Linked DNA regions of Mus musculus: region 2 is linked to region 1. A link is a contact called in public promoter capture Hi-C data. All regions are on one chromosome and are shown on one strand. Each heading gives the region's core, a stretch centred on a gene start, on an enhancer-like site or on the middle of the called end of the contact. The rest is flanking DNA. Distances are from core to core; before and after follow the strand shown.

The links. Promoter capture Hi-C pulls out the DNA fragments that hold promoters and counts their contacts.
Region 2: a contact with region 1 is called in a promoter capture Hi-C map of epiblast stem cells, with 2.3 times the contacts expected there. The contact joins the enhancer-like site here to the promoter of Ogdhl in region 1. A contact is called at or near these places in 4 of 39 promoter capture datasets (epiblast stem cells, hippocampal neurons, maxillary cranial neural crest and 1 more), 7 of 484 Hi-C or Micro-C datasets (the N1E-115 cell line, cerebral cortex, cortical neurons and 3 more), 3 of 115 datasets of contacts at active chromatin or transcription factors (embryonic forebrain, epiblast stem cells and stem cell-derived epiblast-like cells) and 2 of 9 other capture datasets (liver and pancreatic islet).

What each region holds. Positions count from the first base shown.
Region 1 is chr14:32,318,325-32,325,139 of GRCm38.p6, forward strand. It overlaps Ogdhl (oxoglutarate dehydrogenase-like), which reads left to right and starts at 3,695. Exons shown (of 24, transcript NM_001081130.2): 1 at 3,695-3,792; 2 at 5,555-5,623.
Region 2 is chr14:32,230,197-32,237,011 of GRCm38.p6, forward strand. All of the region lies in intron 7 of Parg (poly (ADP-ribose) glycohydrolase), which reads left to right. Among named protein-coding and RNA genes, the nearest start is that of Parg, 32 kb to the left of the region's middle. Within about 2 kb of position 3,750, at least 6 of the 459 cell types and tissues checked have an H3K27ac peak or open chromatin away from gene starts, as enhancers often do. A contact at or near this core is called in epiblast stem cells, where this site is marked.

The DNA.
Region 1 (6,815 bases), core at 2,445-4,944:
GACAGCACCACCACCACCACCACCTGTCTACTTGTGCACCTTGTGTCTGACCTCCACACCAGCTCACGTGGCATGGCTTTCCCCTTCCACTTCTCTCTCTCTCTCTCTCTCTCTCTCTCTCTCTCTCTCTCTCTCTCTCTCTCTCTCTCTCTCATTCTCCTCCTTGGCGTAGCTGCTGAGAGCTACTGCTCAGCGGCCTTGGGTGTTTTTCTTTTAAATTCAAATGAAATTGTCTTTGAACTTTCTAAAAAAATAAAGATGAAGACAAAAATTAGTCCAAAAAAAAAGAGCCCATAGCATTTGCTTCTGAGTGGTGACCTGTTCCTTCGCCACGCCTCTTCACAATGGTAAGCTAATGGGCTGGTGGAAGAGCGGGAGAGAGAATGCACAGAAACTGTCTGTGTGATGGGGGCTGCCCTATTCTTCTTGGGAGTGACCCTGCATGCAGACCCAGTAATCAGGAAGAAAGGGGAAGCAGGGACAGAGAGGAAATCACATCCTAAGTGGGGCTCAAGTCGGGCAGCAGAGGTTGCATACGACCTCACACTGGTGTGCTCCGCTGACAAATGTCCTAGGCAGGTTGTACCAGCAGGCCACACTCCTGTCTTCACCATCTTCAAGGCAATGCAAGGCTGTTCTCCCAAGGCCTTTCTTCTCCACTGGCAGATGTTATCTTTCTCTTCTGTCTCACATGCTTTACCCTCTCTGTGTCTGTAGGCTTCTATTTTTCAAAACCTACTTTAATACGTACACTTAAATGCTTTAACCTCCCTTCTAGCCCACCCACCCACCAGGGGAGTGGAAAGGAAAGGTTAACAGGGCAAAGGAGGATATGGACCCATTTTGAAATTGTTCTTTCGGGCGAATCCAATCTGTGTTGTCGGGATATCAGCAGTTCAATTCACATGAATCAGCAGTGGTAGTTCAAGCCACTCACAAACACTATTCATGAATCAGCAATGGCAATTCCATCTAGAAGAAATTGAGAGATTCTGCCAATCAGCCAGAGTCCAAGAAGCTGCAGCCTCAGGAACACCACTAGAACTTCTTTTGTGCATTTCTCTCTAAAAATCACAACAAACAAAACAATGATCAGCAAAGGGTGGCAAGGCAAACCAATACAGCTTCATTGTTATCGTTGTCATCGTTGTTGTTGTAGTCGTCATTGCCATTGTCCATTGTTTGTTGGGCTATATTTGTACCATTTCCAAACACCACTTATTCCCTCAAGTGTCCACTCTAGCAGAACATCACATGCCCTTTTCCCAGGCAGCTTCCAGGAAAGCACCATGTGTCTGTTCTCAGCAAAACATCCTCCCACATGTCTGCTTCAGCAAAAACATCCTATCATAAGACAGTTTCCAGGAAAACATCACATGATACAACTGAGTCTCCAAAGAAACCAGCAATTTCCACTTCAGTGTCTGTGCCTGAATTTCCTCTACTTATACGGATATATTTATACTAGTCCTACTTGATTAGAGCCATTGCAATGCCCACGCTTTAACACAATTTCCTCTTAAATACTGATCTCTAAAGGTAGTGACATTCTGAGGTACCTGGGGTTAGGACTTCATATTACAAATTTGGAAGCAGGGACACAGTGTAAACCTTAACACGTTGTGTTTGCCAACTTGGTACAAACTAGAGTCCTCTGGCAAGTGGAACCCTCAATCGAGAAATTGCCTTCATCAGATAAGGCTGTGGGCATGGCATGTCGGTGGGGCATTTTCTTGAGTCCTAATTGATGTGGGACTTTACCACTATATGCTTCATATTTCTCAATGAACTAGTCCATACTATCAGAATGAGTAAACATATGTGTCTGTATCCCACACCCGAGGAAGCAAAGACAGGTCTCTGCTGCCAAGATTTTTGCAGAGCTCCAGTCCCTGCCTTAAGTCCTCCCAGGCTCCTAAGAATGGCAGCCACCTTATGAGAGTCTTGATTGCACCCGAATAATTGCTTCAATTGCTGTAATTAGCAGAACAACAATCAGAAGAGAAGGCTGATCTACCAGCAGGCTTCCCAGGCAGAGGTTCCTGTCCTTGGCAGTCTCTTCCCCATCCCATTCTATGAGTGACTCACCTTCCCTCCAGGATGTGGATCCATCTCTTTGTCCCACTTAGAGCTTTGCAAAGGGCTATAAACAAACAGAAAGTTCTGAAGCCTTCTGATTGGCTAGGCCGTTGCCCTGCCTGTGGACACAGGTTAACTTACCTTCTTGGGTCATTCATTCATGATTGACTCTCAGTTGTAAACTTCTCTGATGTGCCTCTCAACACGGCTTACCTGCTTCCTACTCAATGAACTCCAGTCAAGAAAGCCAGAAATGCATGTTACTCACACCCTACCAAACACCCCGCAAGCCACTGATCTCCCAGACTGGCTTCCAACTCACTATCAGATCTGTCCCGGCTTCTTCTCTAGCAGTGCTTGATTGTCCCCCCACTCAAGACAACGCACACTTTCACATTTTACCCTCCATTTCCCCCACACTTGCCAGAAAAGGAGTTCAAAAATGCAACCTTGGACATTCATAGCTGCCTAGAGTCTCCTGGACAGAATCTGGGAGTTGTTTTGAGACAGGTTCTCAATATGTATTTCAGCCTGGCCTTGAACTCTTAACTATCCTGCCTTAGCCTTCATGGTACTGGAATTACAGGTATTTATTACCTTGAAGGGAAGGGAAAGGGGTGATTCCTTTCCTGCTTCTCACAAAGGATGCTGGCCCAGACTCCTGTAAATCAAGGACAGGTTGTCAAGAGACAAACATAAAACGTCATTTGATTATGGTTTTATGTGATATAGGAGCCTTCAGATGGAACACTCAAAAAACCACAAGGTCAATTATCCACAGTTTGCTTAGGATCAGTGGATCTTAAACAGCTACGTAGAAAGATGATTGTACAAACTGTGACATGAAGCTGTGCTCCACAGGAAGTCCCTAGCTGCTCTGCTGGGTCAGGATTAAGGGATGCAAACACAGAAGCCAGTTAGGGGCTGTTACAGTAATCCTGTGAAGGACTGCTGATAGCATTTCCAGCCACGGGTGTATCCTGCATTTGCTTAGAAATGAAACAGAGCCCAATACAGAAAAGAAAAAGGCAGGAACACATCAGAAAAACTCCAAACTGACCAATAACATAAGTTGGCAAATCACTAATAATAAAAGTGCAGATTAAATTTCCACAGGTTCTGTCAATGTATATTCTTTGTTAGATTGTCTGTGGCAATGATTCTCTGAGGAGAGGGAAACCAGGCCACAATCCCTTGGAAAGTGAATTGGTAGGGCACTAAGCATTTTTTCATAAACTGCTTCATCCTTTCTTCAAAACAGCTGGAAGACAGCAGAACTTTTAATAGCATTCCCATTTTATGGGTGATAGAGAGGAATCTATCTTTCCCCCATACACACATACAAGTCTGCTTTATTCTGGTACGTTCCTCTTAGTTTCAGGTCGAGGACTCTGGGGTTCATGGGTCCAGCACTGTCTCCAGTCACTCAGACAGGGCAGACCTGGGCTCCTGCTGGCCATCTGGAAGCACCTGGCTCTTTGGGGGCCACATGAGGTCTTGGATCTGGGAGGTCAGCACCTCGGACAGCGAGGGCCGCAGACAGGGCGGGGCGTCTACCGAGACGTCACGACGCGCGGAATCCCGAGGGTGCGCGCTCACGGCGGCCGTGTCACGTGACCTAGGTAATTGATACAGCGCGCTGCTCGTGACCCTCCGCTCAGTCCCCGGACCTTCAGCCCCCCGGACCGCGTGGCCCGGAACCTCGGCCAGCCGGTGAGAGCGGCGGCGCGACCCCCGTTCCTGCGAGCTGAACCCTCTGCAACTCGATCCTAGGTCCTGGGGCAGCGCTGCCCACTAACCTCAGCCAGGCCCTTGGGGAGGGGGTGGGGTGGGGTGTGGGGAACGGGAACTTGACCTTGGTCTCTCCCTAGACTAAGTGCAGCGTTCCTTAGGACCCCCGGTCCTTTGTGCTTGTCAGCAGGTGAATGCAGATTTCGTGGGAAGGAGTGACTTGCCAATAGTGGGGCTTCAGGCCGGAAGGCTGCAGCCCCCCCCCCCCCCCCACTGTTTGCCGTAGTGGCCTGGAGAGGAGCCTGCCTGGTACTCTTCCAAGGAGAGGGGGGCTGCCCAGAACAGCACTGAGATTGAAGAGGTTCCAGGGTTGCATCTGGCGGGACATGCAAGCAGCTTCGAAGTCCCAGGACAGGCCCTATACTTGTTTTTAACTGCGGTCTGTGCTCCCACTTGAGGAAATGGAGGCCGACCAGATATCTAGGTCAAGTAGTTTGAGGTCTCAGCCATCCTCCCGCACTCAGGATGAGCCCTAAGAGGACTTATCTGATTGACCCTAAGGACCATGCTCTGCAAAGACCCAGCGCTGAAACCCCCAGCCCTACGGGCTCCAATCCCAAGCCAATCTGTGTATTTCCTCTCCATCCACCAGTAACCTTCAACAGACCTTACCCATCTTTGTACACACCCCAGTTCTGGGCTTTAGTTTGGCCCTTCCTTCCTCCCTGTCAAGAAAGTAAGCTTGCACCCCGACCCCCATCACACCCTTCTGCCTAGCTCTTTGGAGTTCTACATTTTCCAGTCAGGCAGTGAGTTCAGTTTCTAGTACAAGACAGGTAGAAAGACTCTGCTACTGCGTGCTGCTTCAGGGTTTGGAGGGAAGGGGGCCTCCCTACTCTGACCTCTACTAACTGATTTTCCCAAGGGCAGTTTACAGAGCAGCCCTCCCCTGTGCACCACTGCAGGAGACTTAGTATTAAGTTGCCTGCCCTGGTTCTGACTGGATGACATTGTTCCAAAAAGGATGCCCCCAAGATCTTCCCACTAGAAACTTGCACAGGGCACGTTTTAGGGTGTGCTTGCCGCCATCCTGCCCTGTATGAGCAGGACCTAACAGGGTTAATTAGGGCCTTGGCTATAGATTTGGAGCTCAGCAAAGCTCTGGGGTCCTCAAGCCCAGCTGGCATGGGGGTAGGAATGGCTGGCATCTCCTGCCGGGTTGGGTGAAGGCCATAGCAGTATCTGGCTGCCCAGAGCGTTCTGTATTTGTAAAACACAGTGTTCCAACACTGGGCCAGGCTGGATATAGCCAGGCCTTGTCCCTATCTGGCCTGGATTGTCCTATCACCTTGTGGGGGTAAAGCTGGCAGAAGGAGCAGTTGGGGCATTGTCCCAAGGAGATATTAAGCGGCCATGAGGAAGACACAGGCCCTGGAACAGACAGCGGGTCACTCTCCAGTTCAGTGCTCGCCTCTGTGCTCCTGACTGTGTACCCTTACTGTGTGGAATGCGGATGCTGATCCCCCATGGTTGTTCCACATTTGACCCTAGGGCCCATGCTGAACCTTTGGAAACTTACTGCTGCTCCAGGAGACCCAGCCCCAAGTGGCTCACTAAGGGACCTGGCTACATTAGCTCAGGGGTTGGAATGTTAGAAGGGAATCCTGGGGCACCTGAGGTTCAGAGTTCTGCCACACCCCCCTCTAGAATGTCTTTTCTAGTTATTAATTTTCTTCTAATTCAGACTTGCCACAGGTCACCTCAGGAAATCACCATTCCTTGGCTGAGGAACTCACCTGCCCCTTCAGCTCAAGTGAGTTTGCAAGGGTGAGGGGAGGCAGCCTAGAAGAGCCATGCCTGCCCTTTGGTGGACTTGAACCTTTGCAAGAACTCCAGCCAGTGGCATCCTGACTTGGTTTAGCTGGTGGCAGGGGTAGGGTGGAGGGATGCAGCTGGTGGACAGTTGGCTGGACACACATTGACTCGGAACTAGTTCTAACCAAGACCACATACCCTAGACTGTAAGTGTCCTGGGTCAGGGAGTTGTATAAGGGCCATGGACTCTGATGGGTAGTTCTAGGGCTGCACTCTATACTGAAGCGTGGACTCCCCAGGCAGAAGAACACTACTCAGTCTTCAGTAGGAAGGATCTGCTTCCTGGAGGATCTACCCCGTGGAGGCTGGGGCTGGACTGGATGGGACAGGAGAGGACCGCCCACTCAAAGCCATGGGGAAAGGAAGGACAACAGAGGTCCCACTTTACTTGTGGTGGTAGGACCCTGGGACAGCAGGGGGCTCAGTAGGTCTGAGCAGGGAGCCTGGTAGTTCTCTACAAGTAGAGGAGACCTTTAAAACTCCTGGGGGGGTTTTGGGGAGAGGCCCATTGAAAGCCTGCCCACTATTTAGGTTTCTTCCTTGGGAAGGGGCAGGTAATTTAACAAGTGAAGAGAACCCAGTATTCTGTTTTCCTGACCTGGGTGGCCCCGACCTGTAAGTACCCTGGGATGACAGCGACCTTGGGTGGCGTTTGTCCAGAGTGTGAGTTCTAGGTCGCTTTTGGGAACCACAGAAGGCAGCTGTAGCAGGGATCTACCACTGGGCTGGCTTCAGTTCTCTTTCCACCACAGGGAGCCTCAGTCCTCACTTCTGTGAAGTGGGGCTAAGGTTGAGTCTGGGTTCCTGACCTCTGGCTTTGCCCAGGAGGAGGGATACCCTGACTTAGTATTGCACTCCTAATGAGTCACCAGTCACTTCTGGCCAGTGATCAGAGACTCCAGGGATAGTGGGTCTTGTCCTTTCTCATCTGTCTTAGTCAGGGTTTCTATTCCTGCACAAACATCATGACCAAGAAGCAGTTGGGGAGGAAAGGGTTTATTCAGCTTACACTTTCCACATTGCTATTGATCACCAAAGGATGTCAGGACTGGAACTCAAGCAGGGCAGGAAGCAGGAGCTGATGCAGAAGCCATGGAGGGATGTTCTTTACTGGCTTGCTTCCCCTGGCT
Region 2 (6,815 bases), core at 2,500-4,999, 88 kb before region 1:
CATTAGAAGCAGATGTGTTTAGGAGCAGCTGTAAGGGGGCTTTAGTGAGGTCTGAAAGCAAATCTTTCCCCCTTGTTTTCCTTTCTCTGTTTGTTTTTTCAATGAGTGTTGGTCTAAATGAAGGCTAGTCTAGATCTTGATGCATGTTGAGGGCTTTGTGCAGCAACTTGAGTGTTGTCTGACACTATTTTTCATGAGACTTTGAACCAGTGGGTTTATTGAGGTTACTTACAGGAACAGAAGGGATTAAAAAATAGATAACATCACCAAAAGTCCTCCTTAGCTTGGATGACCATTCTTAAAAGTGGGAAACCTGGAGTTACTCTACACAACTTACAGGCAGCTGAACAGGTTGGTAAGTGTCTCTTCTAGGCAACTCAGGTGGTCTGTCCACATTAGGCAGCTAGGCTAATCTGAGAATACTCGTATCAGCAGTCCCCTCTGTTCATATAAATTTAGGGAAAGAGGGGCCTTAGTCAGTCTAGTCAGTTTCAGGGACTGTGAAGCTATTGAACTGTTTATTTACCTCCTGAGTTTAATGAGCGTCCTCCAGAATAGAATGTATCATCTGGTAGGAAATAACTGTGCAGAATTGGTTCTCTGAGTAGACCCCAAAGAGCCAGAAAAACCCATTGTGGCTTTGAGGCCCAAGCTCAACCATCTGACTTTCCATCCAGAAGATGCCTCGTAGAATCCATGAGATGGGTATTGTATGCCATTTGAATAGTTTGATAAAGACTCTTTGGAAGCAAAAGAACAGTTACATAAGTTGTAGATGGATAGCTATGTGCTGTTACAAAAATCATATGGTTGAAGTTGATAGGCTAAAGTTAGTACAGACCCAAAGCATTCTCTACTACATAGTAGAAACCACCACCTGTTAGGTAGACCTGAGGGCAAAACTCCTGATTGACATGCATGTAAGGGACACTGGAACTGTTAGAGCTATTTATCACTTGCCCTTTCTTAAAAACTGAACAGTCAATAAAAGGCATTGGTTAGCATGGCCTAAAGGTTGATTCCTTTTCTGTGTTTGGAAAGATATTTAGGTACAATGGGCAAAAGTCAGTAATCTTGGAGACATAATCCAACCACAAACCATCTTGACTCTAGGAAAGAATGTCTCTAACCTCTGTCTGCGGTTCGTTCCCTCTAGTAATATTCATACAATTAAGAGATTCCTTGAGCCAGGAAGTAAGAAGCTGCCTTCTGATGAAATCTATGGAAGGACTGCCTATATATTTTATGTCCTAGAGCAGCACAGCCATCTGAGTATGAACTTGTCCCTAGTTTCTTGGTAGTGTCCAAACGATTCTTTACTTGACCCCCATCTATACTGTGTGTCTATACTGTGTGTTAAGTTGGGCTTTAATGCTTCTGCCCCCATCCTTTTAGTTTTTAAATTCAGTGCATAGTTTTTGTGGAATGTGTTTTTTGAAACCCTGTTGGGGAGGCTGGTATGTGAGCTATATCTAGTTGGGCTGCTAATGTTTTATAGTTATTACTGTCTTGCTAATAGGGTTGACAAGATCTCTGCTTTCCCCAGAGCTCCTTCTCGTCTCTTTATATGATCCTGTCTTAGAGTGCCTATTGCCATGAAGAGAGACTGCTGTCAGAGCAACTTGGGGAAGAAAGGGGGGTTTATTTGCCTTACAATTCCACATCACTATTCGTCATCAAAGGAAATCAGCACAGGAACTCAAACACAGCAGGAACCTGATGGCAGGAGCTGATGCAGGAGCCATGGAGGGTGCAGCTTATAGACTTGCTCCTCATGGTTTGCTCAGCCTGCTTTCTTACAGAATGCAGGACCACTAGCCCACCAGGAATAGCACCGTCCACAACGGGCGTGTCTCCCACCCCCCATCAGACACTGATTAAGAAAATACTTGGAGCCAGATATTATGGGAACATTTTCTCAATTCAATTGAGGTTCCTTTCTTTCAGATGACTCTTGTCTGTGTAAAGTTGACATAAAACTAGTCAGAAGAAACGCTTGTCTTTGCCTAGTTTTTAGTGTTTTCTAATATACACAATGTCTAGTAAATAACTGCCCTAAGTTACATAGTAAGTCAAATGATAATAGTGAAAGTAATTGTACTGACAAAATAAAGAATTTATCAATTAGAAATAGAAAGATTCCATCGTCTACCATGCCCTCCCCATCCCTTACCCTCCCAGCTAGAAAGAAAGAATAGTATTTGAGCAGATAACTATCAAATTAGTCTAAGGACTGTTAAAAGAAAAATACTTTAGAAATCAGAATATTTCTTCTTTCTTTAGTGAATATAGTTTCAGATGCTTTAATGAGTTAAGATTTTTATCAATATTTCCCAAGCTTGAGTCATGGTACTGGGAAACCATGTACAGCTCATTAACCAACGAAAAGGGGGAAGCACAGAGCTGGGGTGGCTCTGTAGACACCTGTGCTTTGTCTCAGTCATATTCAGAGCTACAGATTAGTTAGCTGCTAATTTGTGAAGCTTACCTTCTTAAATATGACAATAATAGACTGGATATTTCCTGAAAACCAGTGTACTGTATTAAAATGTAGAGAACGTTGTTATTGAAGCCATAATTGTGATGGGTGATACACATGAGAGATCACCCTGTGCCTGGCTGTCAGGCTTTGATGAGCCTTCAGAGATTAAGGAGGATGAGTAAGTTTGTTTTCTTGTAAGCTGTCACATTCCTCTCTTCCAACTGTCATCCTGAGCTGTACACAGATAAGTGGTAGAGACATTCACCTGCTCTAGCTGATTTTTTACTCTTACAAAATTTAGTGATAGAATTTTCCTTTTTCTTCTAATGTTTAATTTTTCTGTGCTCTGAAACATGTCTAAAGAATAAGTTAACATTGAACATCTTAGTAATTTTGACTTACTTTTAATTTTTGAAATAGCAACTTGTCTCCTGAAGAGACTTGTAAAATGCTAGTGAAATTTCCAGTAGGCTTAAGATAAATTATAGAAGACTGAGCCCCTAAACAGTTCAGCCACCTTCTAAGAGCCTGCTGTAGTAATTGGCCTAAGCTGTAGAAACTCTGGACAGCAGTAGAAAGGAGGGCGAGCTTTGTAAAATAGGCTGAGTGAGATAGATGGCTGTTAAAGTATTTTTATTAACACTGTTGCACATGAACATCACTGTTCTAGACATGGGGAACCAGCCATTAATCTTGTCTTAAAGGAACTTCCAGTAAGCGTTAGAAAGCGTGTCCATAAATAACAGCACACAGCAGAAAAATTTAAGGCTATTTTAAAAAGAAAACATACACAGAAAAATTGCAGGAGAGAACTGGAAAGGAAAAATAGATGGACTTTGAAACAATTATTTTTTGAACAAGATAGCAAGAAAATTGTTTAGGAACTAAAGAAAGACATTAGAGTCATGGAACTATAAGTTGGTGCCGGGAAGACTGAATAGTTGAGTTGCAGTATGTAAAATGCGCAGGAGGGTGGATATGTGTCTGTGTGGATATCAGCTTTTATGATACGCTAAATAAGACCAGGTAAGCATCAAGGTCAAGATAGACTAAATACTTTAATATTTAGGTAGATATCTAAAGCTGAATTATCTAATATTAATATATAATATTATATAGGTACATAAATATCTTAAACTATGGAGTTTCTACTGTATTGAAAAGGTGATGCAAACCATTGAAAGCTTTCAAGCAGAGCAGGGACACATCAGGATGTGCTTGGGCAGAAACCGAAGGGATTGAGCAGCAGGACACAGTTACATCATGTAGCTAGCATTCCTGTGAAGAGTGGAGAGGGGCTGAGTCAGAGTAGCTTAGTGCTTAAGCGGGAGTGTGGACACAGGTGGTCCTGCTGGCTCAGTCAGTAGGACTCAGATGTTTACTGATGTGGGGGTGTTGTTTTGGTTTTTAAGAGAAAGAGGTTTCAAAATAGTTGTGCATTACTGGCTCATTACCTAATATACTTTAAATTTATGCATGGAGCTATAGTATCCCTCAAACACTATTCTATTAGAACCTTCATAACTGGGAATTAAGCAGAGCCATAGGACCGTTTCCATAAGGAAAGGAAGAGTTTAGGGGTCTCCTGTATTAGAGAATATATGTACATCTGGCTCTATAGCTAGTTTTTGAGTTTCTAAGTTAGCACTTCATTCTCTAAACTACTCTTCATTGTGATCTGGGAGAAAACCCTTGACATTCAATCTTAATGTCTGCCACTCAGTTGTTTAGTATAAAACGACTCATTTACCTTTGGCCTTTACTTCCTCTTGAATGTTCTTGTATTTTTCTGTTTTGCAGGGCTCTTTTGGGGCAAATTATGCTTTCATGACCACCAACTGTATGTGGGCTTCTGTTTGGTTGGGGGTCTGTGTGTGTGTACACCTGTATGTGCATGTGTATACATGGGGCCAAAGGTCACATTCAGGTGCCATTCCTCAGGAGCAATCCACCTTAGCTGTTAGGCTTTGTTGTTTGGTTCTGTTGTGTTGGGACAGGATTTCTCACAGGGGCCTGGGACTTGCTATCTAGTTTTCTCTAGCTGGCTAGCAAGCTCCAGGGCTCTGTCACTTCACCTGTTTTTCTGCCTCTTCTGCACTGCTTTTGATGCCCTTTGTTTTTTAAATATGTTTTCTGGGTGTCCACCTCAGGGCCTCATGAGTATGGGTGTACTTTACTCACTGGGTTCTACTAACTCCCAAGCTCCACTAACTTGTTTTACTGTGTATACTGGTGCTGGGGAACACATCTGTGGCCTTGTACATGCTAAGCAAGGACTCAATCAGTTAGCTGCATCCCTAGCTTTTCCATTGTCTGTCAACTCTTCCTCAGCCAATGATGAATATTATATACTGTGCTTGGTACGGAGGGTTTGAGATGCTTACAGCACAGTCCTTATATGGTCAGTGTTTGTACATTTGAGGCAAGGGGGGAAAATAATAAAATTACTATAAACTGTAGTAACTGCTCTTATAGGTGTGTGTGTTCAGCTACAGAATCATGGAAGAAAGGCCCATTAAACAAGTGGGAGGAAACATCACACAGAGATGAGAACGAATTCCTAAAGTTTAACTAGTGGCAGTTATGTGAAATGTTAAACAAGGCAGGGAACTACATAATCTGTCATCATAACCATGCCTGCTATTTGTTGAAAGTCCTGTAATTCTGTAGGAATTACTCTTATTTTGTAGATAAACAGACAGAAAGGTAATGCTGTAATTTAAAAATGCATTCAAAAGTGAATTCTTGGATATACAGACAAATGGAGAAGCTAAAGTAATAAAAGATTAATATGGAAACTAAATATTATGCATTTGGGTATACTGAATATAATTATTTTAATTTTCTGTTTAAAAAGATGCAATCTGAAGATTTTCTTTGTTTTTGATACAAAAATGAAATTCTGTATGGTTCTAAAGTAAACCATAAGAAGGAGAAAGAAAACAGATAAAATTAGAAACGAATGGTACTTTATAAAGAAAAGAAACGTTTTTTGGCTCAGTTCTGGAGGTTCAAGGACCTCTTAGGCTCTGTCATGAAAATGGCAATATGGAGTGGACGTGAGGCAAGAAGCCAGGGAGACACAGATAGGTTTTTTATATAACAATCCTCTTCTGAGAATTAGTTAAGGACCCAGGAGAACTACATTAATGCCTCATAAGAACAGCACTCACAGTGCCCTTTTAATAGGATCAGTCACCTAATGGTTGCATATGACCTCCCAGCAGTGCCACACTGGGGACCAGTCTCCCAACACGTGAACCCTTGGAGGATGCAGTGACCATAGCAGTTTATAGCACCAAAAACTGGAAAGTAAAATAATCCTTGAGGGTATGTTTAAGTCACTATGTGACTTAGTAATTAGTAACATCCACGAGAAAGGGTGATCCCACAGCAACCTTACTGAATCTCTGAGACATTTTTTAATGAAAAGTCAGTTGAAGGAACACAGACTATGAGTCCACTTACGTGACATAAAATTATGAAAATGGGAAATACATTAGTAGTTGTTAGTATTAGGGTCAGTGAGAATAAGGGTGAGTGAAATTGAATAATAAAAGTTTTGTTTTGTAATGATCAGTTCTGTCTTAGTTTGATTACAGGTATTTGTGTGTGATGAAAGACATAAAATGATAAATGCACACTTTTTAACACTATTAATATACTGTTTCAGGATATTTGGTCACACTGTGAACACTGAGATTGTGCTATTTACTGAAAACAAACAAACAAACAAACAAACAAACAAAAAAGGGTTTCTAGTTGGGGCATGGCTCAGCCCTTAGCACCTTTAATTCCTCTGTCTGGAATACCGACATGCCCTTAGTACACACCTTTAATCCAAAACAATGAAAGTAAAGTTTGTTTGTAGAAGGAAGCATCCATGTTTGAAAGTGATGTGTAATTGAGTGGCAGACAGAGTGATGAATCAGAGAAAGATTTGACAGAATAGGATCTGCCCAACTCTGATGGAACAGAGAGAAAAGGGAAGCTACTTAAGAGAGCAGTGCAGGGTAGGGAGCAGGGACTAGGGGGAGAGGAAAGAAGAAAGACAGGGAGTTCCCAGTTTTACAGTGACAGTTATAAAGAGATAGGCTGCACAGAGAGTACAAGCTAGATGCAGGTGAAGCCTGAAAGGAGCTAGAAGAGTAGAGCATATTGCTAAAGTTAGTATGGAGCCAAGCAGAGCAATTTATTCAGAGGCCAAGAGAGAAGCCAGATTGAATCAGTCAGCTTAGAGAGGAGTTCGAGCCAGAACAGTGAGTTAAACCAGCCAGCCAGAGCTCAGAAAGAGCAAGGAAGGGTGAGCTTATTCAGCAGTCTCAGAGACTGA